Regions from separate parts of the Sus scrofa genome. Here region 2 is linked to region 1. The links are chromatin contacts, called in public promoter capture Hi-C maps. All regions are on one chromosome and are shown on one strand. The core of a region is the stretch at or near the end of the contact, and the rest is flanking DNA. Distances in the headings are between cores, read along the strand shown. Region 1 holds the start of MAF (transcription factor Maf). Region 2 overlaps WWOX (WW domain-containing oxidoreductase).

What was found. Promoter capture Hi-C pulls out the DNA fragments that hold promoters and counts their contacts.
Region 2: a contact with region 1 is called in a promoter capture Hi-C map of liver, with 14 times the contacts expected there. The contact joins the enhancer-like site here to the promoter of MAF in region 1. A contact is called at or near these places in 2 of 5 promoter capture datasets (fetal skeletal muscle and liver), 10 of 47 Hi-C or Micro-C datasets (embryonic fibroblasts, fetal skeletal muscle, heart right ventricle and 6 more) and 1 of 2 datasets of contacts at active chromatin or transcription factors (skeletal muscle).

What each region holds. Positions count from the first base shown.
Region 1 is chr6:8,467,353-8,470,052 of Sscrofa11.1, forward strand. It overlaps MAF (transcription factor Maf), which reads left to right and starts at 1,384. Exons shown (of 3, transcript XM_021097066.1): 1 at 1,384-2,550. The coding sequence starts at 1,430. LOC106510467 (a long non-coding RNA gene) reads right to left here and starts at 35. Exons shown (of 2, transcript XR_001308967.2): 1 at 1-35.
Region 2 is chr6:9,744,473-9,747,172 of Sscrofa11.1, forward strand. All of the region lies in intron 5 of WWOX (WW domain-containing oxidoreductase), which reads right to left. Among named protein-coding and RNA genes, the nearest start is that of WWOX, 130 kb to the right of the region's middle. Within about 2 kb of position 1,254, at least 17 of the 83 cell types and tissues checked have an H3K27ac peak or open chromatin away from gene starts, as enhancers often do. A contact at or near this core is called in liver, mesenteric adipose tissue, omental adipose tissue and 3 more, where this site is marked.

The DNA.
Region 1 (2,700 bases), core at 134-2,633:
GCGCAGTCGGGACCCCTGCACCCCCACGCGCCGGCTCCGGGAAGAGGGACAAAGAGTTTGGGTCAAGTTTGAGCTCCGGGCAGTGCCAGGCTCGGGGAAGGAAGGTCCCCTGGGTGGACACCCGGGTGCCGAAGGTGGAGTAAAGAGAAGAAGCTGCCTGGCGAATACAGGATCCAGAGAGTGGGGGTCAGGCCAATCTCCGCTGAGGGAGTGGCAGGCAAGCTGGGGCTCCGGAAGGCAGGCCTCTCTCGCTCCAAAGTAAAGCAAATCGGCCTCCCGGTCCACCTGGTTTCCCACAGCGCCGCTGGAAAACTCCTTCCCCTCTTACACCAAACTTTGTTCCCGGCTCTGCAGCCTCCTGAGGAGGCTGCGGAGCGGGAAGGGTTAAGGCTGCCCGTCCCAGCTGACAGTCAGCTGATTGGGCCCTGATTGACAGCTCCGAAAAGTTTCCTTGTCTCTACACTATTATGCTAATCGCGGCCGCCTCCCATTGGTCTGGAGTACCAGTCAATTTCCCATTTGGGCCTGACGTCACAAGTGCTATAAAACTCAGCAATTGCTTTAAACTCTTCTTGCTGGATCAGAGGCTTTAAAATCTTTTTTTCATCTTCGAGCTGTAGCTCGGGCTGCTCGTCGGCTCGGCCTCCCCCCTTTTGCTCTCCGCCTCGCCTTTCCCCGGGACTTCGCTATTTTGCTTTAAAAAAAAAAAAAAAAAAAAAAGCCAAGAAAGAACTCAACTCCCCCCTCCCTTTCCTCCAGCCCGGCTGCACCTCTGTCTTGCACTTTGCACGGAGGGAGGAAGAGCGCGAGGGAGAGAGAGAGAAAGAGAGAGAGAGAGAGAGAGAGGAAAGAAAGAGAAAAAAAAAATAAAAAGAGCCAGGCTGAAGAGGAGGCGAGAAGCATGAAGTGTTAACTCCCCCGTGCCAAGGCCAGCGCCGCCCGGACAGCCGCCCGCCGCGCTTCCAGCCCCGAGCGGCCGCCGCGCGCGCCCCGCCTGCAGCCCAGGCCGGCGAGGCGAGCCCTCCTTATGCAAAGGGCGCAGCGGAGCGGCGAGCGGGGGACGCCGCGCACCCGGCCGGGCTCCTCCGGCTTCGCCGCCGCCGCCGCCGCCGCCGCCACCGCAACCCGCGGAGGACCTTCCCGAGCCTGAAGCCGCCGGCTCGGCGCGCTAGGAGACGAGCAGGCGAGGAGGGGCCCGGGCGAGCAGCGAGCACATTGGCGTGAGCAGGGGGAGGGAGGGCGGGCGCGGGGGCGCGGGCAGGGCGGGGGGGTGTGTGCGCGCTCGGAGGTTTCGGGCCAGCCACCGCCGCGCGAGCTAGAAGCGCCCCAGCCCGGCAAGCTGGCTCACCCGCTGGCCACCCAGCACAGCCCGCTGGCCCCTCTCCTGCAGCCCATCTGGCGGAGCGGCGGCGGCGGCGGCGGCAGGAGAATGGCATCAGAACTGGCAATGAGCAACTCCGACCTGCCCACCAGTCCCCTGGCCATGGAATATGTTAATGACTTCGATCTGATGAAGTTTGAAGTGAAAAAGGAACCGGTGGAGACCGACCGCATCATCAGCCAGTGCGGCCGTCTCATCGCCGGGGGCTCGCTGTCCTCCACCCCCATGAGCACGCCGTGCAGCTCGGTGCCCCCTTCCCCCAGCTTCTCGGCGCCCAGCCCGGGCTCGGGCAGCGAGCAGAAGGCGCACCTGGAAGACTACTACTGGATGACCGGCTATCCGCAGCAGCTGAACCCCGAGGCGCTGGGCTTCAGCCCCGAGGACGCGGTCGAGGCGCTCATCAGCAACAGCCACCAGCTCCAGGGCGGCTTCGATGGCTACGCGCGCGGGGCGCAGCAGCTGGCCTCGGCGGCCGGGGCCGGCGCCGGCGCCTCCCTGGGCGGCAGCGGCGAGGAGATGGGCCCCGCCGCCGCCGTGGTGTCCGCCGTGATCGCCGCGGCCGCTGCGCAGAGCGGCGCGGGCCCGCACTACCACCACCACCACCACCACCACGCCGCTGGCCACCACCACCACCCGACGGCCGGCGCGCCCGGCGCCGCGGGCAGCGCGTCCGCCTCGGCCGGTGGCGCGGGCGGCGCGGGCAGCGGCGGCCCGGCCAGCGCCGGGGGCGGCGGCGGCGGCGGCGGCGGCGGAGGCGGCGGCGGAGCGGCGGGGGCGGGGGGCGCCCTGCACCCGCACCACGCCGCCGGCGGCCTGCACTTCGACGACCGCTTCTCCGATGAGCAGCTGGTGACCATGTCGGTGCGCGAGCTGAACCGGCAGCTGCGCGGGGTCAGCAAGGAGGAGGTGATCCGGCTGAAGCAGAAGAGGCGGACCCTGAAAAACCGCGGCTATGCCCAGTCCTGCCGCTTCAAGAGGGTGCAGCAGAGGCACGTCCTGGAGTCCGAGAAGAACCAGCTGCTGCAGCAGGTCGACCACCTCAAGCAGGAGATCTCCAGGCTGGTGCGCGAGAGGGACGCGTACAAGGAGAAATACGAGAAGTTGGTGAGCAGCGGCTTCCGAGAAAACGGCTCGAGCAGCGACAACCCGTCCTCTCCCGAGTTTTTCATGTGAGTCTGACACGCGATCCCAGCTAGCCACCTTGATAAGTGCTCCATGGGGGTCCGACTCGGGTGTGGGCTTGCCAGTTCCAGAGCCTTGCTCGCCACCACCTCGCCCCCTCCCCTCCTGAGCTTGCCCCCCGCCCCGCAGTTGCCCCC
Region 2 (2,700 bases), core at 4-2,503, 1.3 Mb after region 1:
TAGACAAATACCATGTGATATCACTTGCATGTAAAATCTAAAAAAAGGGATACAAATGAACTTATTTACAAAACACAGAGACTCACAGACTTTGAAAACAAGCTATGGTTACCAAATCAGAAAGGTCGGGGAGAGGGCTGGACTGGGGTTGGGGACTGGCACATGGTACAGGAAATGGATGGGCAGCAGGGACCTGCTGTAGAGCCCAGGCCATCTCCTCAACAGTCTGTGATAACCCACGTGGGCAAAGAATCGGAACAAGAAGGGCTGCTGTGTGTACACGTATAACTGAATCGCTCTGTTGCAGCAAAGAGATGGTCACAACCTTGAAAATCAACTAGACTTTAAACAAGAAGAGCTAACGACAGTGAGGCGCATCCCCTTCCAGAAACACACACACACACACAACCATGAAAGGCCACAAACCGAGAATGACAAGCACGGCCACGCTCCACTTTAAAGTCCGGAGCTATCTGAAGACAGGAGACTTGGCACAGCCCTTTCCTCACCAATAACAACAATAAATATTTCATAATAATTTAAAATTAATTATGAATGAGGCACAACATTTTCTTCCATCACCTTTACCAACTTCGTAACGTGTGTGTGTGTGTGTGTGTGTGTGTGTGTGTATTTTCTTATTTTAAAGCCGACGGGTATGGGGTAGGGGTTTCTTTTCCTTCCCATCTTCTCTTGACAAAAGGACCCACTGTCAAGTCAACCGTTTTCCAGGTCACCCAGCAGGAAATTAGAAGTGGTGTTGTTATCCTAATCACTGGGGTAAAAAAATAAAAATAAACAAACCAACCTGTATCCAAGATCCTGCTGTATCAACTCAGTCGGGGTTGGTTTTTTTAAGTTGGATTTAATTTTGAAATCCCTTACGTTAGGAGACCTGTGGGTCATTTTACTTCTACTTTTACAATAGAGACCTGTGGTTCTTTTTCCCCCGATCAATCCAACATACAGTGACTTGTGGTCAATGCATAATAAAATCAGAGTTAGCTTTTGACTTGGGAGAATTATAAGCATTTTGTTTCTATGGTTTCCTAGTTCTTCAATTTCGAAAATGCCTTATCAAGTCCAAGACTTCCCAAAATACTGGAGTTTTAGAGAATACTCTTTTTCAACGCTTTGAAAACGAAACAGGCACGATGGAACAGCAATCTCGGCTATTGAGTAACTTGTAAACCCTGCCGAGACATACAAAAACAAGGCCGCTGGAGCCAGCGCCCTGGGGCGAGGCCTTGGCCCCAGCACCACACCCGTGAACTCCTGATGACCCTCAAGTATCCCCGTGTGATATATCACAAACACTAGAACGCAGTGTTGTAATTACAGGGAGCAATTGATTTTTAAAGGCCTGTATGGAAATTAATACTCATAAAAATAGCATAACCTGAACCAGAGAATTTAGGGATTAGAGCATTCTGAATGTTAGACTTCAAATTTCTAAAGGCTGCGTATGAGTTAGCATTCACAAAGCTTTTTAAAAATGGAACCGCTGTGTGCATGCTCGATTCATTCATAATCCAGGAATTTTTTTAAATGGGTCTTATGTTCTCCTAACATAATCAGGATGCTGGGCCCGCGCCCCTTCTTCCTGCAGGCAGCTTAGAATGTCAGGGCGCACAGTACCTGCAGAGAGAGACGAGGAACGGGGGCCCATCAGGTAGTAACTCCTGGGCCAAGCACTGGGGGCGCCTGTTTGCTGGGGAGGGAATCAGCGCAGAGGCCCAAGGAGAAGAGAACACTGACAGGTTCTGGCGGATTAAGGGGCATCTTGGTGTGAAAAGTGAATCATCAAGGGAGAACGTTTTAAAGTCTTAGTTAAGCTGAAATGGTACCTATTCATAGAACGGAGTCCATTCGTGGAGGGAGAATTCCAACATGAGGCTGCCAGGCCACCACAGCACCTTAAAAATATCCTTCATGGGGTAACCTTCATGTTACCATGGGGAAGGCAGCCCTCGAAAAGAGGTAGACCAACGTGTACAACGATGAAATGGCAGTTAAGCACGCTGGTCACTGACGAGGTTTGGACAGCATTTCAGGTATGTGAAAACACAGGAAAACACCACGCCAGTGTCTGACTTAGAACCTGGACTGCTTCCAGCTGAAGGGACCACTCCCTGCCAAAATGGTAAGTATCTCTTCCTGGCCTTCCCTTCCACACGCCTCTAACAGGTAGTGGCCCCAAAGGAAGCCAAGGGCTTTAGAAATAAACAAATACAGATATTCATTCCTTCTGAATTTCCAAATCAATGACAGAACGTGAAAATAATACTTGAGAAGCACTTCCCGTTTTTCAAAGGATTTTTATAGATCTTATGCGGTCTTCCAAAAGCGAAAGTAAATTCAAATTCAAAACAAATAATTTTATTCCTCTCATGTGTGTGCGCGTGAATATTTATTCCCCCCCCCACACACACAGAGAGCGAGAAACCCTGGAGATAGTCTCCCAGTTTCCCAAAGGGAGCTTTTCTTATCGCTGCCCCAAATCTGCAGGAACAAGGATTTCTTCCCAACACTGAGCTCCTCCCTCTTATCACCTAAGATTCACGTCGGAAAACCCTTGACGTCTCGACTTCTGAATCCCTGATGGGAGACGCCAACACGAATGTGTTCCAGTCACAACCAAGCAAGAGGTGGGAAGTAGAGGTGACTGTCCAATATCATGTGCATTTATTCATTTCGGAT